Linked DNA regions of Mus musculus: regions 1 and 3 are each linked to region 2. Evidence: chromatin contacts called from public Hi-C and promoter capture Hi-C data. All regions are on one chromosome and are shown on one strand. Each heading gives the region's core, a stretch centred on a gene start, on an enhancer-like site or on the middle of the called end of the contact. The rest is flanking DNA. Distances are from core to core; before and after follow the strand shown.

The links. Promoter capture Hi-C pulls out the DNA fragments that hold promoters and counts their contacts. Hi-C and Micro-C count contacts between places; a contact is called where the count stands out from the background.
Region 1: a Hi-C map of cerebral cortex shows a contact between it and region 2, with 2.6 times the contacts expected there. The contact joins the promoter of Cox7c here to the promoter of Hapln1 in region 2. A contact is called at or near these places in 6 of 39 promoter capture datasets (cranial neural crest, frontonasal cranial neural crest, hippocampal neurons and 3 more) and 3 of 484 Hi-C or Micro-C datasets (adipose-derived mesenchymal stem cells, cerebral cortex and cortical neurons).
Region 3: a promoter capture Hi-C map of second pharyngeal arch cranial neural crest shows a contact between it and region 2, with 3 times the contacts expected there. The contact joins the enhancer-like site here to the promoter of Hapln1 in region 2. A contact is called at or near these places in 11 of 39 promoter capture datasets (the 3T3-L1 cell line, 3T3-L1-derived adipocytes, the C10 cell line and 7 more), 83 of 484 Hi-C or Micro-C datasets (the 3T3-L1 cell line, 3T3-L1-derived adipocytes, the AML12 cell line and 50 more) and 4 of 115 datasets of contacts at active chromatin or transcription factors (PVALB interneurons, astrocytes, bone marrow-derived dendritic cells and 1 more).

What each region holds. Positions count from the first base shown.
Region 1 is chr13:86,045,511-86,048,210 of GRCm38.p6, reverse strand. Cox7c (cytochrome c oxidase subunit 7C) reads left to right here and starts at 1,416. Exons shown (of 3, transcript NM_007749.3): 1 at 1,416-1,610; 2 at 2,342-2,484. The coding sequence starts at 1,536. The coding sequence ends at 2,458.
Region 2 is chr13:89,539,300-89,542,143 of GRCm38.p6, reverse strand. Hapln1 (hyaluronan and proteoglycan link protein 1) reads right to left here and starts at 1,508. Exons shown (of 5, transcript NM_013500.4): 1 at 1,232-1,508. Gm34699 (a long non-coding RNA gene) reads left to right here and starts at 2,475. Exons shown (of 8, transcript XR_382713.2): 1 at 2,475-2,588.
Region 3 is chr13:85,638,309-85,641,056 of GRCm38.p6, reverse strand. No RefSeq gene overlaps it. Among named protein-coding and RNA genes, the nearest start is that of Rasa1, 350 kb to the right of the region's middle. Within about 2 kb of position 1,301, at least 18 of the 459 cell types and tissues checked have an H3K27ac peak or open chromatin away from gene starts, as enhancers often do. A contact at or near this core is called in second pharyngeal arch cranial neural crest, where this site is marked.

The DNA of each region.
Region 1 (2,700 bases), core at 167-2,666, 3.5 Mb after region 2:
TATATATGGGCAAGACAATGGCACACTGATACTTTCTGCCTTACTCTTTTAATGACAATACTCACAGAGAGTCCAAGAGAGTCATCTAGATTAGGTAAGGATGGCCTACACTTGTGATAGAATTTGCAACTATGTTTAACAGGCAGATTCATAAATATGTAGATGACAGATAGATGATAGATAGATAGATAGATAGATAGATAGATAGATAGATAGATAGACAAACCAACAGACTGACAGACTGAGAGCTAGATGACAGAATGTAGTCCTGTGATTTGCTTAACTCCTGTTACTTTCTGAGCCTTAGTAGCTTGAATGAAATATTTTTACACATCTCTTAGGATATAGTTTCAGCCAAATTTTATCATCAAATATGAACCATATTTAGACTAATCTTAATTTAACAAGTCTATGTGGTGTTCTTCTAAAAATTATAATTTTTAATTATAATATGATTACAGCATTTCTCCATTTCTCTTTTCTCCCTCCAACCCCTTTCATGTACCCTGCCTTGTGTTCTCTTTCAAATTCATGGTTTCTTCATTTCATCCGGTATTGTTACATACATAAGTAATATTATACAGACTGAAAAGGTTATATTTATATATTTAGAGATACACACAGTGACCCCCTTTTCAAACGATATTCTCACAAAAGGTGGGATGGGATAGGGAGTTTGGGGGGGGATTGGTAAAGGGAATAACATTTGAAATGCAAATAAAGAAATTATCCAATTTAAAAAAAAAACAATAATCTACGAGTGTCTAGTAGCCTTGGCTAATGTTGATGCTCCATGAAACTGTTATGTTCAGCAGGAATAAACCAATTCCTAATCCAGGGAATCTCCAGAAGTCAGAAGGTTCTTGTGTCTTCTCCAACCTAATCATGCTGCGCATAGGAGTTTCTATCTGTATGTCCTCTTATATCCAATTTCTATACCTTCAAAAAAACCAGGTCTTAGCACTTCAGTCCAGTTTTCACTACGGCATCCTTTGTGCTACATACTGTTTGATCAGTTGCTTGTGTTCCCTCAGACAGGACTATAATGCACATCTTTCAACCTTGGCAAAGAACCATAATCAAAATGACTGATATACTCACAAGAAAATAATTTTATTTCTTGTTCCATTAACTTGAACACACATGTTAAAGCAGCTTTAGTTTCTTCAATAAATTGTTTCTGGAAACAAATCCCAAGAATCCTAGATCTGAACTCATAGGACAGCTCAGGTCCCATTGAATCACTAAAGGTAAGTTATCACTTGGTGCTGGTGCGCGCTCATTCTAGAGCCAGACTACATTTCCCACAATCCATCGGAGCCGATATGGCGCCCGGTATTATCTAAACTACAAAGCCCACAAACCTCAGAGCCCGCCGGTTGAGTACGTTTCAGGAAGTTCCTGTTGTAACTCCCATCTTCCCTTTCGGTCTTCGCGCTCTGCCGAGCAAGGTCGTGTAGAAAGGGGAGTTAGGTGGTACGGCCATTTCTTCCGCCTTCCGTGTCTGCGGCCCTCGCAGAACTTCCAGCAGCGACATGTTGGGCCAGAGTATCCGGAGGTTCACGACCTCCGTGGTCCGTCGCAGCCACTATGAGGAGGGTCCGGGGAAGGTGAGTGAGGCTCGGCTGCCTAGGGGCAAGGTGACGCTCGGCGGCCGGCCTGGAGCGTGTGGGGAGGGAAGTGACTGTCCAGGAGCTCGGGGAGACACTCAGGCCCCTCAGTCCACACCCCGGGGAGAACTGGGAAGCACGGCGCCTAGCCGCTGCCTCCACGCCGCCTGTCAGCCGCAGAGCGAGGCCTGGAAGGTTCGGTGGGAGCTGGGCGGCGTCGGAGATTGAAGGTCATTGGAAACAAAAGAAGAGGGCCTGTGGCTGGTTATTAGCGCTTTAAACCAGCAAGCCACGTTTGAAGCGGCGATCCTCGGTTAGGCCCGGTTTAGCCCCCAGTGTAAGTAAACGGAGTACTTAGTGGTGACTGCCCCGGAATTGTTAGGTGAAGCCTGGTAAAGGGAAGAGAGAGGATGTGGAATAGGAAAAAGAGAAAATTGTACTGTGATTGATACTGAAAATTCGAATAACAACGGACGAGAATGATGTGTTTGTTTCTAAAAGTTACTACTTCGGAGAGTAATTTTTTTTTCAAATATTAAAACCAAAAAGACCCTTACACTTAATAGGGCCTACCAACTGGTATTCAGAAAACCTGCGTGTTAAATTAAAATGAAAATGTTCTGTCGAATGCAGCTGATTATAAAATACGTGGTTGCTCCCGACCCTTTTATTAGAGCAAGTTCAGATGCTTTGAACGAATGTTTTTTGCCGTGTTCTCTCTTTCTCAACAGAATTTGCCATTTTCAGTGGAAAACAAGTGGCGGTTGCTGGCTATGATGACCGTGTACTTTGGATCTGGGTTTGCCGCACCTTTCTTTATAGTAAGACACCAGCTACTTAAAAAATAAGGATATTTAATTCATCCCTTTAACAGGTAATTAGTAAGCTTCTAATTTTCCTAAAACAGTAATTTCTGTTCTATACCCTATACACTCTTCCACAACATGCAAGTAGATAGTTGTCTCCAGATTCCTTAAGGTTAAGTGTAAATGTCATATTGGTAGAGGCAATTTGGAAAACCTATTAAAAAAATAAAGTATTGATCAGTAAAGGTCAGTATTTTACAAGTACTCCTTGACCCCAATAATCT
Region 2 (2,844 bases), core at 259-2,758:
ATGAATATATAAACATAAACTTACTAGTCAAGAGTCCTTTGACAAACATTCTGTTTCATTAAATAAAATGAAAATACTCTCATTCAAATAAATAAATAAATCCCTGATGATATATTTTCATTAGATAATAGTTCTACTTTATATCATTAAAATGTGTATAACATTACTCAAAACTTAGCATACTGAAATAATCAAATAGAAATGGTTACCAGAAAGTACATTTGGAATGAATAAATATTACATTTACTAGGAAATTAATTCACAGACTTTATTTCTTAATAACCATTCGGTTCTAAGAAGCCAGCCAGTATGTTTGATTTCATGACATCATACTGGACCACTTACAGGAACATTTTCCACCCTCAAACTCCCCAAATGTACTGGCTACCTTGTGTACTTTTCCAGTGATAAATGAAAATAAAACAACTTATTTTCAAATGAACAGACTGTATTATTTGGACACAACAGGCATATTCAACAGAAGAGGACAACTTAATCCAACCCTAGGACTACAGGTTTGCTTTCATTAATGAGTAGCTTCAACGTGCAAATAAGTCCTTTGGGCAACTTTTTAAAAAGTGTTCTTAACAGCTACGGTTTGGAATACTTTTAGGACATTGATATTGTCCATTGACAAATTAAAAAAAAAAAAAAAAACTCCTAACAAAAAACCCAATGCATTATAATTATCTGTTCCTAACTTTAAAATTACTCAGAATTTTAGAATTACCCACAATCTGACGTTTCAAAGGCTGTTAATCTAATAGGTATTAGCTATAATGGAAGTAACTTTCTTTTTCACGTAAACCTATACATCCCCTCAGAGAGAAGTCGTAACTCTGGGATGGACATTCTCATTGCACAGTTCATCCGCACTCTGTACCCCTTACTCTCATCTCGGCTGCTATAAAACTGCCTGTTGAAGTACAGATGGAAAAGCCACCGTTTGAAACCGTGTGCCTTTCAGATTAATAGCAACAGTTGCAAAAGCTAGGAAAACTTGAGTTAATTCTTTCTTCACGTCTAGACTGAACCTGTTTATTGCGATGCTATTTTATCTGACAATAGTTTTAAAAAGTGGAGGTGCTATGTTAAATAAAGACTGAAGAAAACAAGAAAATTTGTTTACTCCGTACATACATTATATGCGCAGTGCTATGAAATATATAAGGCACCAAGATATGTCTGAAAGAGGGGGAAACCCACCAAACAGAAATGATGGAAGTTTTACCTTGTCCTGAATTCCAGTTCAGAAGCTGAGTCCCACTTAGCTGGGAGCTGGAGATGAAGTGAGCTAGTGCTCGTCCTGACCTTAAGTTTGTCTCTGGGCGAGTGCGGTGTGGGTGTGGGTGTGGGTATGGGTGTGTGTGTCCGAGCGCGTGTGTGCAGAATGTCTCTTTGTGGTGTTGGATGGCAGAGGTCCTGATCCGAGGATAAAGGAGCCACTTCTCACCAAGAGCAGAAGAAAGGCAAAGCGTCACCAGGAGACTTCTCCTCCCAGATCCTCTAATTACAGCCTAACTGCACTCCATGCAAACTTCAGGGGGGGAAGGGAGGGGCAGCTCTGTGCCCAGACCTTGTAAAACAGCAGTCTCTTAGATGACTCCCTCTGCTCAGATCCGGAGGATTCAGCTCTGGAGTTCAGGAAAAGCAGCAGGCCCAACCACAAGCCCCCACCCACACTGTACCTCCTGTTGCCTGTCTACTCTGGGTTATGTCCACAGGAGGTGCCACTCGGGATCTGTGGGATGAATTGTAGCCTCTACTGACTTTCCTACACAATTTGTCACCTTGTAGTTTGGGTATCTAAGCATCGGAGAGGTTTTCCCCCTACAGACAAGAGGGACAACTGAGCACCTAACTTTTACCCAGATTGCTTGTTTTGCCCAAATTGTTGGCTGCGGGACTCAGTATCTGTGTTGGATTAAATTTCCTTTAACCCACAACTGCTATTGTGTCCTTAGATGATAGTGCCTAAGAACCTGAGTTTATTTATAGAGTGAGGAATGCAAGGGGGAGTCTGGGTGGGTGGGGTTGGGTTATAGATCCACATTCAGGATTAGAACCAGATGTCACAGGACCAGGACATGGGCGCGCGCGCGTGTACGTGTGTGTACACACACACACACACACACACACACACACACACACACACACACACACACACACACTTAAAATAACTACTGGGGAAGATGATGGGACACGCGGGAAAACGCCTCCTGAACAAATAGACATTTATTTATAACTCGAGGGAGAGTATATAGGTCCATTGATTCCTGCCTTGAGTAGCCAAGGGGTTTGGAGAGGAAACGGCTTCGCATTTCAAAAACAGAGCCACCTTTGATTGGGCCTAGGAAAGGCGGAAAAGAAAGGAAAAAAAAAAAAAAAAAAAAAAGCACGCTGCAGGAAGCAAACAGCTGCTGAAGCGGCGGGGCAGGGAACTGATCTGGCATCTGGGCTGAGGAAGAGCAAACAAGCTCTAGAGGCCCACAGGGAGGGAGGGGGAGAGAATCACTGCCTGAGAGCAGGCGTAGTGCGGTGGACCCGGGCCCTGGGCAGCATCCCAGGCACTCCGCGGACCACTGCAGGTAGCCAGGGGATCGCCGGGGAGAAGGCGGTTCATCACTTCGGGGATCATTCGGTTCATCACTTCGGAGATCATAGCTTGGGGGCAGAGGGGCGCGGAGAGGGTGTAGGGACCAGGGGCAAAGAGACTGGTACTCCAGACTCTTGGCAGATAAACTAGTGAGGCAGGCTGGAAGGAGGGTGACTGGGGACTCCGGGTCGGGTAGGTGACTGGGCAGAAGCGCTGAAGATCCTAGTCCTTTGGCTGGCGGAGAGCGG
Region 3 (2,748 bases), core at 52-2,551, 3.9 Mb after region 2:
GATGAAAAGAATAAAAGGAAGCTCACAGTTTAAGGAGGCATCAGAATCAGAACACACTTGGCATAAATTCTACCTTCTGTACCCTAGTCACGGACCCAGGAGGGTCAAAACCTGTCTGTGGTGATAGTCCCCTCCCTTTCTAATTTCTCTTTTTGGATCCTTCCCCTTCTTATACCATACAAGCTCCTTTTCTCATCTTCTTTTTCTTCCCTATAGAGAATGAGGCAAAAAGGCTGAAAATTACCATCATGGAAGGCCCAGAGGCCAGAATGCAAGTGAGAGTTTTATGTTAAACGGGGGGATAGATTGCCCACTGCTAAGAAAATTGTGTTATTCCATTCTATCTAAATAACAGGATCTCTGTCCACTTCAATAATATCACTAAATTTCACAGAGCTCTTTCCCCAAACATGCCTCAAACTAAACTTCTTTCATATTTCTTGGTTTTGTTGCTGCTGTTGTGTGGTCCCCAGAGAGCTTCCTTTACCTCAAACTGGATTTCCTGATCTCCCTTCCTCTTAGGTATTTCAAAACTTGGTTTTGAAAATCCCAGTTGACATTGTGTGCTTTGATGGAACAGAGAGTATTATGTGAGACTGTCCCTCTGTAGTAACATTTTCAAAGGTTATTTCTTTTGAAGGACAAAGTTGATTTAATCCAACAGGCTTCAAAGTAACTTTATAGTCATTAAACATAACCTATGGTTTAGAGAAGAAATTTAAAATAATATTTTAATATATACAGTATACTTTTGTTTCCAACTGGCTCGAAATTACTGCAAACATTCTCAGTTAACAACATAGAACTATTCTTTTGTAGAGCATCACTATGCTCCATTTTGTTTTTGTTTTTTTGTTTTTTTTAAAGCTTTTGATTTCTCATTTATATAAATCAGTCAATGCCTCTCTTAGTCCAAAGTTATTTTTTGCCAAACCCTTGGAGGTGCTTTGCTCACTGTAAAAAGAGAGGAACCTCTGTCCTCATGATCTCCTGATGGAGGGCTGTGCAGTTTAGCCTGCCCACTGGACCCTTAACAAGGTAGGAAGCTTGTAGTCTGTGTCTTCAAGCCTTGCCATCATTGTTCCAATTTTAGAAAACCACACATTCATTCATTTGCAAGATGTTTCGAAAACTCAAATGGCCTAAGGAAATGAGGTAGATGGAGCTGTTTTAGTAATTCGTCCCTTTGCATCTCCAGGGTTTGTTTCCTTATGACTTAACAGTTTCAATGTGCCTTTCCTGACTTGCTAGCCAAATAAAACAAATACCACTGCAGCTGCTGTGGGCTCTCATTTCTTGTTGAACATCGCCCCCTAATGGCTATTCTGTTTTTTGTATTTTTTAACGATTTTTTTTATTATTATTAAATATTTTCTTCCTTTACATTTTAAATGCTATCCTGGAGGTCCTCTATACCCTCTCCCGCCCTGCTTCTCAAGCCACACTCCTACTTCCTGGCCCTGGCGTTCCCCTGTACTGGGGCATATAAAGTTTGCAAGACTAAGAGGCCTCTCTTCCCAATGATGGCCGACTAGATGGCCAGCTAAAGACACGAGCTCTGGGGGTACTGGTTAGTTCATATGGTTGTTCCTCCTATAGGGTTGCAGACCCCTTCAGCTCCTTGGATACTTTCTCTAGTGTCTCCATTGGGGAACCTGTGTTCTATCCAATTGATGACTGTGAGCATCCACTTCTATATTTGCCAGGCACTGGCATATCCTCACAAGAGGATATTAGGGTCCAGTCAGCAAAATCTTGCTGTTTATATGCAATAGTGTCTGTGTTTGGTGGCTGATTATGGGATGGATCCCCGGGTGGGGCAGTCTCTGGATGGTCCTTCCTTCTCTCTCAGCTCTGAACTTTGTCTCTTATAGATAGTAAAACTTCTTAGTTAGACCTGATTTTGAGGCTGGAGCCATGGGTGACTCCACGTGTACTCTTTGGTTGGTGGTTTAGTCCCTGGGAACTCTGGAAGGTCTGGTTGGTTGATATTGTTGTTCTTCCTATGGGGTTGCAAACCCCCTCAGCTCTTTCATTCCTTTCTTTAACCAATCAATTGGGAACCCTGTGCTAAATCCAATGGTTGGTTGGTTGATCATGAGCATCTGCCTCTGTATTTGTCAGGCTCTCGCAGACCCTCTCAGGAGACTGCTATAATAGGCTCCTGTCAGCAAGCACTTCTTGACATCTGCAATAGAGTCTGGGTTTGGTGTCTGTCTGTATATGGGATGGATCCCCAGGTAGTGCAGTCTCTGGATGTCCTCTCCTTCAGTCTCTGCTACACACTTTGTCTCCATATTTTCTCCTGTGAGTACTTTGTTAATCCCTTATAAGAAGAACTGAAGCAACCACTCTTTGGTTTTCCTTCTTCTTGAGCTTCTAGTGATCTGTGAATTGTACCTTGGGTATTCTGAGCTTTTGTGCTAATGTCCACTTATCAGTGAGTGAATACCAAGTGTGTTCTTTTTTGACTGGGTTATCTCCCTAAGGGTGATATTTTCTACTTCCATCCATTTGCTTAAGAATTTCATGAAGTTTCTAATAGCTGAGTAGTATTCTTTGTAGGCTATGAATGGGAGGAGAGGCCCTTGGTCCTGTGAAGGCTCATAGGGGAATTCGAGGGCAGGGAGTGGGGAGTGAGTGGGTGACTGGGGAGCACCCTCATAGAAGCATGGGAAGGGGAATGGGATAAGGGATTTCTTGAGGGAACATTTGAAATGTAAATAAATAAAATATCCAATAAAAAAG